2 separate regions of the Mus musculus genome follow, and region 1 is linked to region 2. Evidence: chromatin contacts called from public HiChIP or PLAC-seq data. All regions are on one chromosome and are shown on one strand. Each heading gives the region's core, a stretch centred on a gene start, on an enhancer-like site or on the middle of the called end of the contact. The rest is flanking DNA. Distances are from core to core; before and after follow the strand shown.

What was found. HiChIP or PLAC-seq counts read pairs in DNA pulled down with a chosen protein or histone mark.
Region 1: an H3K27ac HiChIP or PLAC-seq map of heart atrium shows a contact between it and region 2, with 5 read pairs. The contact joins two enhancer-like sites. A contact is called at or near these places in 10 of 39 promoter capture datasets (the C10 cell line, the HPC-7 cell line, cranial neural crest and 7 more), 1 of 15 datasets of contacts at CTCF or cohesin (the NIH/3T3 cell line), 7 of 484 Hi-C or Micro-C datasets (CD4 T cells, bone marrow-derived macrophages, cerebral cortex and 2 more), 3 of 115 datasets of contacts at active chromatin or transcription factors (the NIH/3T3 cell line, embryonic stem cells and heart atrium) and 3 of 9 other capture datasets (adipose tissue, liver and pancreatic islet).

What each region holds. Positions count from the first base shown.
Region 1 is chr11:75,138,556-75,143,705 of GRCm38.p6, forward strand. Smg6 (Smg-6 homolog, nonsense mediated mRNA decay factor (C. elegans)) reads left to right here. Exons shown (of 19, transcript NM_001002764.2): 14 at 638-814; 15 at 4,202-4,348. Among named protein-coding and RNA genes, the nearest start is that of Gm51907, 9.3 kb to the left of the region's middle. Within about 2 kb of position 1,281, at least 77 of the 459 cell types and tissues checked have an H3K27ac peak or open chromatin away from gene starts, as enhancers often do. A contact at or near this core is called in adipose tissue and heart atrium, where this site is marked.
Region 2 is chr11:75,029,421-75,034,524 of GRCm38.p6, forward strand. All of the region lies in intron 10 of Smg6 (Smg-6 homolog, nonsense mediated mRNA decay factor (C. elegans)), which reads left to right. Among named protein-coding and RNA genes, the nearest start is that of Gm51907, 100 kb to the right of the region's middle. Within about 2 kb of position 3,696, at least 39 of the 459 cell types and tissues checked have an H3K27ac peak or open chromatin away from gene starts, as enhancers often do. A contact at or near this core is called in adipose tissue and heart atrium, where this site is marked.

The sequences.
Region 1 (5,150 bases), core at 31-2,530, 110 kb after region 2:
ATCAGCACTGTATATGTGCTGCTGTAGCAACATGGGAGCAACTAGTGTGAACTGTGGAGGGCAGAGCTTTGGTGAACTCACCTGCTCTGCCCCATCCTCTCAGCCTGATAATTTCCTGCCCATTCTCAGGTGAGGCAGGAACCATCCAGAGAAGTTCAGAATGACTTAGCTAAGATGAAACAGGCAAGAAAGCTTATCTTTCAGTCTGCAGACTGTCCTGGAGGGAGTCTGGGAACAGGGTGCCAGGGGTGCTAGAAAGCAGTACTTTGTGGTAGCCAACCTGCTGCCATGCATTCCTCGTCCTCTTACTTATATTCCAAACTTAGAAGAAATTATTTTCTGGGTTTTGTTTTTCATAATAGGACTTTAATAAAAGAAAAGTACAAGCCCTGAGGGCACCTGGCATTGGTCCTGAGGTGTCTGCTGCCCCAGGGATGACCTAAAGCAAGGCCTGGCGACTTCCTTCCTTCAGAAGACCTTGGTCTTTGCTTTCCTCCATACACTCTTGTTGCTCATACTACCTCCCTCCCCAGTAACTTTGACACAATTCTCATGTGCCCTGCAGCTAGCAATGTCTCTCGTCTTCATCCTCCCTCTCAGAAAATGCTGTTTTTCTTCTCTCCCTCTCGCCCTGTAGGTTATTGCAGCTGACTGCAAAAGGGTCACAGTGCTGAAGTATTTTCTGGAAGCCCTTTGTGGACAAGAAGAGCCTCTGCTGGCATTCAAGGGTGGAAAATATGTGTCAGTGGCACCCGTCCCAGACACCATGGGAAAGGAAATGGGAAGCCAAGAGGGAAAACAACTGGAAGATGAGGTACTATTCGGGAAGAGCCGCTATGGCAGAGGGAAAGCTCCCCTTCCCCCGTGCCCTGCTGCCCAGGCTGGAGCTTCCCCTTGAGATGATTTATAACCTCTCGCTTAGTTCAGTGTGTGTTGAGGTGACAGCAACCTCTCAAGAGTGCACTCTGCTGGTGCCCCTCCTGCCAGTCCACCCCAGTGCCTCCATCTACGAGTTCCAGATGCTTCTTTTTAATGTTGCATTGGAGGAAAGAGTTTAATAATATTCAGCTCTGGAGGCTTAGGAAAGAGAGTAGAGTGAGGGGTGTTAGGGTTCAGGCTAAGGATCAAGTTTATAGATGTGCGGAGCTCAGCACAGCACAGACCTGAACTCCAGCCTCCAGCTCACGTACAGGAAGAGCTGACATTGCTGGCCCCGTGTGGAAAATCACCCCTCCCCCAGCCTGCTCTCTCTCTCTTACTCCCTCCCTCCTGCACATCCTGATGTGATTAAGGAATTCTCCTCTTGTTTGTTTGCCCTTGATTGTTCCTGTAGCCCTTGCTTCACTCCAGTCTTTCTCTCTCCCTCCCTCCCTCCCTCCATTGCTCATGCCTGTGTGTATGTGTGTGTGTGTGTGTGTGTGTGTGTGTGTGTGTGTGTGTGTGTGTGTGTGAGAGAGAGAGAGAGAGAGAGAGAGACCGAGAGAGAGAGCGCGTATGTGTGCACGCCCATGTTCGCAAGCATGTTTGCCTGTGTACACATCCATGTATCCCTGCTGACCTCCTTAGCAGTTCCCCTGTTGTGCATCTATGTCTTTCTGGGATGATCTCTGATGATCATCTGTATGTGCCCAGTTTGTCAGTTGAAATGAACATTGCTGTCCACACCCCTGAGGCGCCTGTGGACTGAGCGTCATTGTGACTGTGTGGTAGAAATGGAGCATATGTACATATGGCAGCCTCCTTGCTGCTTTTCTGGGTGTGGGTAACTATCTGGGAGTATATACATGTCTCACTTTTGCCTGAAGGTTGGCTCTTTTCTTCTCTTTACTCCATAGTATTAAAGATGAGGGTCCTAGATAGAAAGAAACATAGGATGGAGGGAAGGGACGGAAGCAATTCTAGCCAGAGGCCAGGTCACCCATAGGCCAACACAGTCATTTGGCCCACAGCAGTCTCAAGCGCCCAGTGGAGCAGGGCGGGGTACAAGGATGAAATCAGCAACAGGCCAAGGAAGCCAGATGTCAGCTGGAAGCTGTCGTTTAGGATCTCAGGCAGTGATAGAGTGGCCACCTTTGGAACAGAGTCTTCAGAGAAGCAGTCTTGGCCTGGCTTCGTTAGGATAGCTGGAGAACTCCACCCCATGCCTGATGACACAGGACTCAGCTTCCAGGACAGAGGTGGTTCCAGGGCCATAGCTAAGCCCATGATTCCAGACTCTCTAGATGAAACCTGGGCAGAGAATAAAGGGAAAGAATGAGCTGTCAGCATGGGAGGAGACAGTGGAGTTACCAGAGCCATTGGGGTGTCCAACTTTAGCAAGCAGAACAGTGCTCCTGCAGCTCTAGACGGTGTGGGAAACAGGCCCATGATGTCTATACATCTCCTTTATCTCTCCCATACTAAAAGACTAAAAAAGTAGGCAGTGGAGGATGAGCAAAGCCAGCTCTCCAGCGTGGTTATAAGAGATGCCTCTGAACATCTAGGACTGGCAGCACAAGCATAGCTAGGCAAAGAGGTTGTCCTCCCACCCTAGAAGGGGTGGGCTACCTCTGGTGCCTGATCTGGTTGTACTCTCCTTCTGAGGCTTACTGACCAGGCAAAGGTTCGTGACCCACACCAGGCTGCCCACTTCTTCCTTTTCCCACGAGTCTCCTGGGTTCTTTTATGTTAGTGGTCCCTGGGAAATCCTACTTACCCTGTTCTGTGTAATTTCATAACCCTGCACTTCCTTGTTTGCTATGAGAGCTGAACAAACCTCAGACAAGCTTCTCTGACCCTCCTTTGACCTCAGTCCTGTTCACTCCAAACCAATGCTAACTAACTGTCCATCCCTGGTCAGAGCAGGCAAGGACACTCTTCCTCCGTGAGCCAACAAGCATCTTGTTGCACTTGCTCTTGTCCAGGCTAACCCTGTGAGCAACAAAATAAATGTGAATTTTTCTTCCTCCTCATAGCCAGATATTGATAAGTAAGTGATGCTTGTGGACAGCACCCTAAACCCCCTAGAACCTCTCAGGACAGTTACAGTTATTTTATCCTTACCTGCCATCTCCCAAGACTGGTCTATCTAAATAGGTCCAGGCCTGATAAAGCTGAGCTACCAAGGGCCGTGTCTGGGCTTGCTCTCTCAATTCACAACCCCAGTCCTGCAGTTTTGTTCGTTGTGATTGGTTAGAGCAGGCACAGGAGTCAGACTCACTTGATTTTGAATGCCTGCTCTGCTTCCTGCCACCTCTGTGACTGAACAGGCTATTTTATTCTAAGCCCCTTATTTATAAAGTGCAGATGGTAATAGCTATTGTGCAGGCCCTTGTGAGAATTAAAAGAGTTAATGTATGAAAAACACATAGCTGGGTACACAGCCCATAAAAAGCCCTGAGTAGCTAGTAGCTGTCAGTGTAGTCATCATTCTGTTAGAATTACAAGAATCTTCCTTCTCCTGTTGAATCACTCCCCTACTAGCCCCATCCCCTCAGGCAGCTGTATGTTCTCTCCTGACCAAGGCCAAAAGTGAGAGAGTGAGGAGTGGAGCTAGGACCACCCGGGGAGCAGTGGCTGCTGAGAACTGAGTCTGCAAGTGAGGAAGTGCCATCCCTGGGGAAGGCTCCATCAGCCTGGCAAGAAGGCTCCATAAGCTAGCCAGCCACCTCCTACTTACTCTGCCTAGGCCCTTGGAGGGCAGCTGAGCAAGGCCATGTTATGTGAATTTTTTAATGGGGCCCAGAAGTCTCCACACTACCAGGCTGTGGTCTTAAAAGGAAATCAGGGTAAAGTCTGTAGAGCTACAGCATCTGCTCTTGATACTGTCTGGGGCAAGGGAACTTCCTTGCCTAACTCCCAGATGTTGGCCAGAGTTGATTCCTATCAGATTATTAGCGCGAATTAGATTTAAATTGAGCAGTTCAAGTTTCTCTATTGTTTACTCTTTGAATCATTTGTAATTTCAAAATGAAACCAGGTCCAAAGTTTGTGTTGAATGTGTGCAAGAGAGAACAAGGACTGTAAACACAAGCATGCATGTGAATATATTGATTATAAGTAACACAGATATGAGTATGTAAGAAAAGCTCTAGCATGTAGGTACAGTTTCGGGGGGCGGGGGAAGGTGGGAAGAGTCACTGCTCCTACCAACACACTCCAGGCTAAATACCAGACATGGCTCATGATCTCTTTGTTCTCCTTTCTGTGTCTTTATCCCAAGGAAGAAGATGTGGTGATTGAAGACTTTGAGGAAGATTCAGAGGCTGAAGGCAGTGGGGGTGAGGATGACATCAGGGAACTTCGGGCCAAGAAGCTGGCTCTAGCAAGGAAGATAGCTGAGCAGCAGCGTCGCCAGGAAAAGATCCAGGTAAAGCCTCACTGGAGAAGCTGATCCCCACTGAGGAATGTGGCTGTGCATGAGGGTGTGGCTATGCAGGGCATAGAATGGTGTGAGCAGAAGTGGCAGGGGACCCTGTTGTTACAGTCAGGGTGTGAGTTCTAAGGCAGTGCAGGGCAGCACTTTTCCTGTGAAACTCTGTTAACACCACACATGCAGCCGTTGATACAATTTAAGGGACTCATATCTTTCACCATATGTAGGTATTCATGGAACACACTCCTTCTTGTGGGATTAGAATGCCATAGCCACAGGCTACTTATCTGGGTTGCCAAGATATTGGGAGAACTCACTTTGGGCAGAGTACTCTCCATATCTTCCCAGGTAGATCTTCACAGTTACCTCACTGTCAGTCCTCTTGGACGCCCAAACCTTCATTTCCAGCAAGTTTTTCTCTTTGGCTGTCCAAGATGTGTTTCCTTATACTAAGTACTTATTTCTCCAAGCAAGTTAAGCTCCCTTTATAGACTCTGTACATGAGGAGCATTGAGCCTCACTCTGCCTCTCTAAGCATGTGTCTTTAGGCCTCTCTCTAGGCATGTGTATCTTTAGGTCTGTCTTCATATGTTCCTCTCATCTCCCTCCTACCCCTCTCTTTCCCATCCATTCCTTTTTCATACCACTCACCCCACCCCCACCCCCTAATACCCCCAATACCAATACCCCAATACCCAATATTTTGAGACAAGGTCTGTGTAGCCTTGGCTGGCCTGGAACGGAACTCACTATATATACCAGGATGGCCTTAAATTCATGGAGTTCACTTGCCTCT
Region 2 (5,104 bases), core at 2,446-4,945:
TCACAAACAATGGTAAGCTGTGGGTGCTGAGCCAGGGTCCTCTGGAAATTCAGAAAGTGCTCTTAATCGCTGAGCCATCCCTCCAGCACCATAGTGGTAGTCTTCATCTTCCTCCTCCTCCTCCTCTTCCTCCTCTTCATTTATTTTTATGTATATTAATGTTTCACCTGCATGTTTGTGTATTTTTCTATGTAGTGTGTATGTGCCTGGTGCCCAAAGAAGCCAGAAGAGGGTGTCGCACCCTAAAACTGAGTTACAGACTGATGTGAATGAACCACCACATTGATGCAGTAAACCAAGCATGGGTCCCTGCAAAAGCAGCAAGTCTTCTTAACCTAGTTAGTTAGTTAGTCAGTCATCCTTTTTGAGACAAGGTTTCTCTGTGTAGCCCAGGCTGTCCTGGAACTCAGAGATCCACATGCTTCCACCTTCCAAGTGCTACAATTAAAGGCGTGTGCTACCATGTCTCGCAAGATTTTTATTTTTATATGCTAAATCTATCAGCTGTTCCTCTTCTGAATTGGGACTTTAATTTTAAAGTCTTAGAAACCCACACCTTTAATCACAGCACTTAGGAGGCAGAGGCAGAGAGGCAATAGGACCTGTTTAAGTTTCTGGCCAGTCAGGGATATATAGTGAGACCTTAATTTAAAACAAAAAAAAAAGGAGGAGGAGGAAGAAGAGAAGAAGCAAGAGGAAGAGGAGGAGGGAAAAAAAAGACAAGCTGAAGAATGTTTCCATGCTTAAGAGCACTTACTGTTCTTCTACAGTAGAGTCTCTTCTAGCTTCCATAGGCACTAAGCAGTAACATAGTGCATAGACATGCATACATGCAAAAAAAAAACAAACCCTATATTAATTAACTAAAAAAATATTTTTTAAAAAAGATTTAGCTGGGCGTGGTGGTGCATGCCTCTAATCCCAGCACTTGGGAGGCAGAGGCAGGTGGATTTCTGAGTTCGAGGCCAGCCTGGTCTACAAAGTGAGTTCCAGGACAGCCAGGGCTATACAGAGAAACCCTGTCTCAAAAAACCAAAAATAAATAAATAAATAAATAAGTTTGTTTATTTATTATTTATATGTAAGTACACTGTAGCTGTCTTCAGACACATCAGTAGAAAGAAAGACTTTCTGGTCTTAAAAAATAATTTCTAAAGGAAAAAAGAAATATATATTTTTTTAAAAGATAGAGGAGGAAGAGCAGGAATAGAAAAACTATCTTTACTTTGAGCTGGCACCAGCCATCACTCCTCTTCCCTTTTGATTTGCTCTTCTGTGAAACTTTTTTTTTTTTTTTTGCCCATTTCTTTAGATGTCAGTATAGGAGTGATGCCTCCCATAAAATACTCAGTAATGTTTTGAGATAACATATTTAAATGTTGTGCACCTAACTTTTACCTCACTATGTCTTAGATGCTCTGATACAGACCTCATGTGTTGTGCATACACATCACATGTAGCTGTGGTAGACTCGTACTGTGCATAGTTAAGCCCACAGGTGAGACAGGCATGTATCTACTTGAGATGAGCAGTACAGTTCTTGAGCTTCCTCATGGTTCTGATTATCAAGGGTGTAATAATTTAATGTTACTTTGTCCTCAAGGAGCTTATAATCTCATTGGTAAAACATGCCACATACATAAAATACTAGGGTAAGGTATTGTCTGTTAGTGTGCATCAGAGTACATTGTCTTCCACATTTTTCTGCCCTTTGTATTATGTGCATTGAGCAGCTTCTGGGTGTTGTTGATAGAGAATGTGTGAGGGTAAAGGGGGCTATACAGAGACTTAGGAGAAAAGAGTCATGTGGGGATATGTAATTAATTTTTATACTTTCCCCAGTAAACCATCGACCCTTTTTATGATGTCATGAGGGATTCCTTAATTTTGCAGCTGCTTCCTGATTACGTCAGAGAGGAACCTCTCACCCTACAGCCTAGAGCTGTACTCCTCCAAGAATTGGAAACAAATGAAGTGCTGAATATCTAATAGCTTCCACAGGGATAGCCAGTTCAGACTTCCCAGGCCTACTCCAGCAACTCTTCCCCAAGTATTTCTGACCCCCTGAAGTGTCTTTGTTCTGGGAAGACAGGATTTGGCCCAAAGCCAAGTATGTGTGTTTGGCAGGGAGGTGGTGGCTGGGGACTTCTTGAGACACACTACTTCCCTGTCTCCAGGTGTTCTGCAATCCTGGGTCTCTGCCCCTTTCCTGCATCTCCTTTGATGGAGGTTATCTTTCTTGAGTTTTCCAGACTTCTGGAACTAGAAGACGGTCCCCTTTCCCAGTTGTTACCTCTTTCTTGCCCTCCCCATGTCATTTGTTTTCACTTTCTCCCACCCTCCTCCTAGCGGACTTCTCACACTTGCATGTCACTTATTTGCTGTTATAAGGGTTATGAAATGGTCTTTATACAAAGTTTCTTTATTGGTGTTTTTAGAGACAGTGTGTCTTGGAGCCTTGGAGCCTGGGTTGGCTCATGTAGCTGAAATGTAACCTGAAGTTACTGATCCTATTGTTTGTAACTCCCAAATGCTGGCATTATGACCATGTTCGCCTATGCTCTGTCCACATAGTTATGTACTTCCTCTTCATTCAGACGCATTTGTGCTCGGTTAGCTTTTCTAACTGCCCCTACTCCATTACCCTTTTCTAGCTGCCCTAACCTATTGTGGTGTTACTAGGTTAATGGTGTGAGTATGAACGTGTCTGCAATTGAATCCAGGGCCTCACGCTTGGCAAGTAGTCCTCTACTGAGCGATTATACCATCAACTCTTAACTAGATCAGTCTTCACAAAATGTCCAACATAGCTTCATTCATGAAGCTTAAGTGAGTGCTCTCTTTCTGTCTGTTGAGGTCAAGTTTCTTTCAGCATTGTAGGCTCTGTAGTTTTTGGCTCTTGTTATGCTATAGGCAGACTTCATTGAGTGTTTTGAGCATTCCAGCATGCATCCCCGGGGTAATGTACACAGTCCCTCCTGTGCCATCCATTTCTTTCAGTGTTCATATCTTACAGCTCAACCTAGAAATGGTCTCTTTCATTTAAAATCTTTGATAGATAGTAGATGAAAATATTTTCATTCTTTTCAGAGACAAAAGGTGTCTATTTCCCTGCTCCCCTATGAGTTGTCTTCTTCCTTAGATTATCACCTTCCTGTGGGCAGAATCCTATTGAAATTTCTGTTTCCTCCAATTGCACACCTAGATAAGTATTTTTTTCAAATAATGGGAGAGGTTATTTTGGTAGGAATTTTAAATGCTCTTTTCCTACACATCTACTACTTTGAAAAGAACTTTTACAAAAAAAGAAGATGAAGAAGAAGACATTGCCTGTGACAGTTTTACAGTCTTGTAAGACTCAACTGAAGCATCAGGTGTTTCAATTAAGGTTCATCATAAGGAAACTTTCTCCGTCCCTCTGTCTGACCTCTTGACTATACCCTGTTTATGGGATGTGTCACAGCTTGTCTTAGACTGTGTTAATCGAACTCTTCCACCATTGTCATTGTATGTAGCTTGGGTCTATCAGTGTTCCATTCTTCTGACTCATTGATTCCACGCTTAAGGGAATCAAATGCCCAAGGGCAAGAACATCTTTGCTTTTGATCTGAGATCTTACTGCTTCCTTCTACCTCCTCCTTAGCTAGCCACTGTCACAGAGAACTCTGTGGCTCAAGCAACAGCAGAAAGACACTCTCTCTGCCCACTTCCTGTAGACAGGGAGCTTTGGGTGGGCTGCACAGGAACTATGCCAGCCCTGCATCTAACTGGTGACTGACGCATGAGAGAAACAGCCTGATGTTTGAAAGATACAAAAGAGCCAACAAATTACCTCCAGGTGGTGCTGGCTTGGAGGTGGCTAGCTATTCATTTTCTCTGAGAGTAGATGGGGGTGGGGAATCAGTGAAGAAGTGGTTGACTGAATTTTTCTTTAGTTATTATTAGTAATGTAGCCAATGCACTAGTTGCTTGTCTGTGATAGAATGGGTGGTGGATCCAGTGTCCTCTGAATCCTTCCCACTGCTTTCAGGGTAGCGAACTTACATATCACTCACCCTGAGCCAGTCTTTCATTACTGTTCCCATCCACTTGTCAGGAACTGGCTATGTGTACTAAGAATTCTGCTGGTTTCACTGTTGGCAGGCTTTTGTCTGTCACCAGCCAAACCCCATCCAACTACTAGGGTTTTCTCCAAATCTCTCCCATACAACGACTTGGTACCTTATCCCAGGAGTTGATCAAAACCAGTAATTCTGAGTCACTGTCTCTTGGCTGGGCTTACAGGTCCAAGCAGGTGGGCCTGCCTCTCTTCTGCTCCCCTCCTATTCCCTCCCCACCTCTCTGCCTCACTCCCATTTCCTGCAGGAGGATGCTTTGCCATCCTGGAGCCATCAGGCACAGCTTTGCTTTGGCAGCACCATTGCACACACACACTGGTGGGAGAGGGGACGTGTTTATCACTTTTCCTGGAGATTATCTGTTTAAGCACTTCTCTGACAGTTACAATAACAAGGGCAGTGTGTTGTGTTTCCAGCAGAAGGACACTTGCTGTTGAAAGATGTATAGCACTAATTAGAAATACATAACATCCGGCCACATGGCAGCCTTCTCCCGGCCGCCCCATTTCCTGATTTCATACAACTTTGACGACAGTTGGTTTATGTTTTCCATGAATATGTTCTCAAAAAATAAAAAATGAGAACGTCTCCCTGTTACATAGGAGCAAGAAGAACATTTCTGCCTGAGAGCAGGTATTTGGCCACAGGAACACTGGGAAGTATGGTCACTTGCCCACTTGTAGGAGGGACCAAAACCAATTTTAGACCTCAGCGGACTTTCTTGGTAAGAAATATTTCCGGCTGACATCCCTAGCCAAAACCATCCCCCTAAATCCTTAAGAAAGCCTGCTTTTGGAAAGAAGGGGAAAGGCTATTTCACAATGTTAATGAGTTCTTCAGCTCATGTCAGCCTCTGCTACCTGACACAAAGCCAGAGGAACCATGCAAATATCAAGGCAAACAATGCCTTTTCCTCCCCACCCACATCACTTGCTGGTCTGAGTGCCAGCACAACTTCAGATATACATACATACATACATACATAC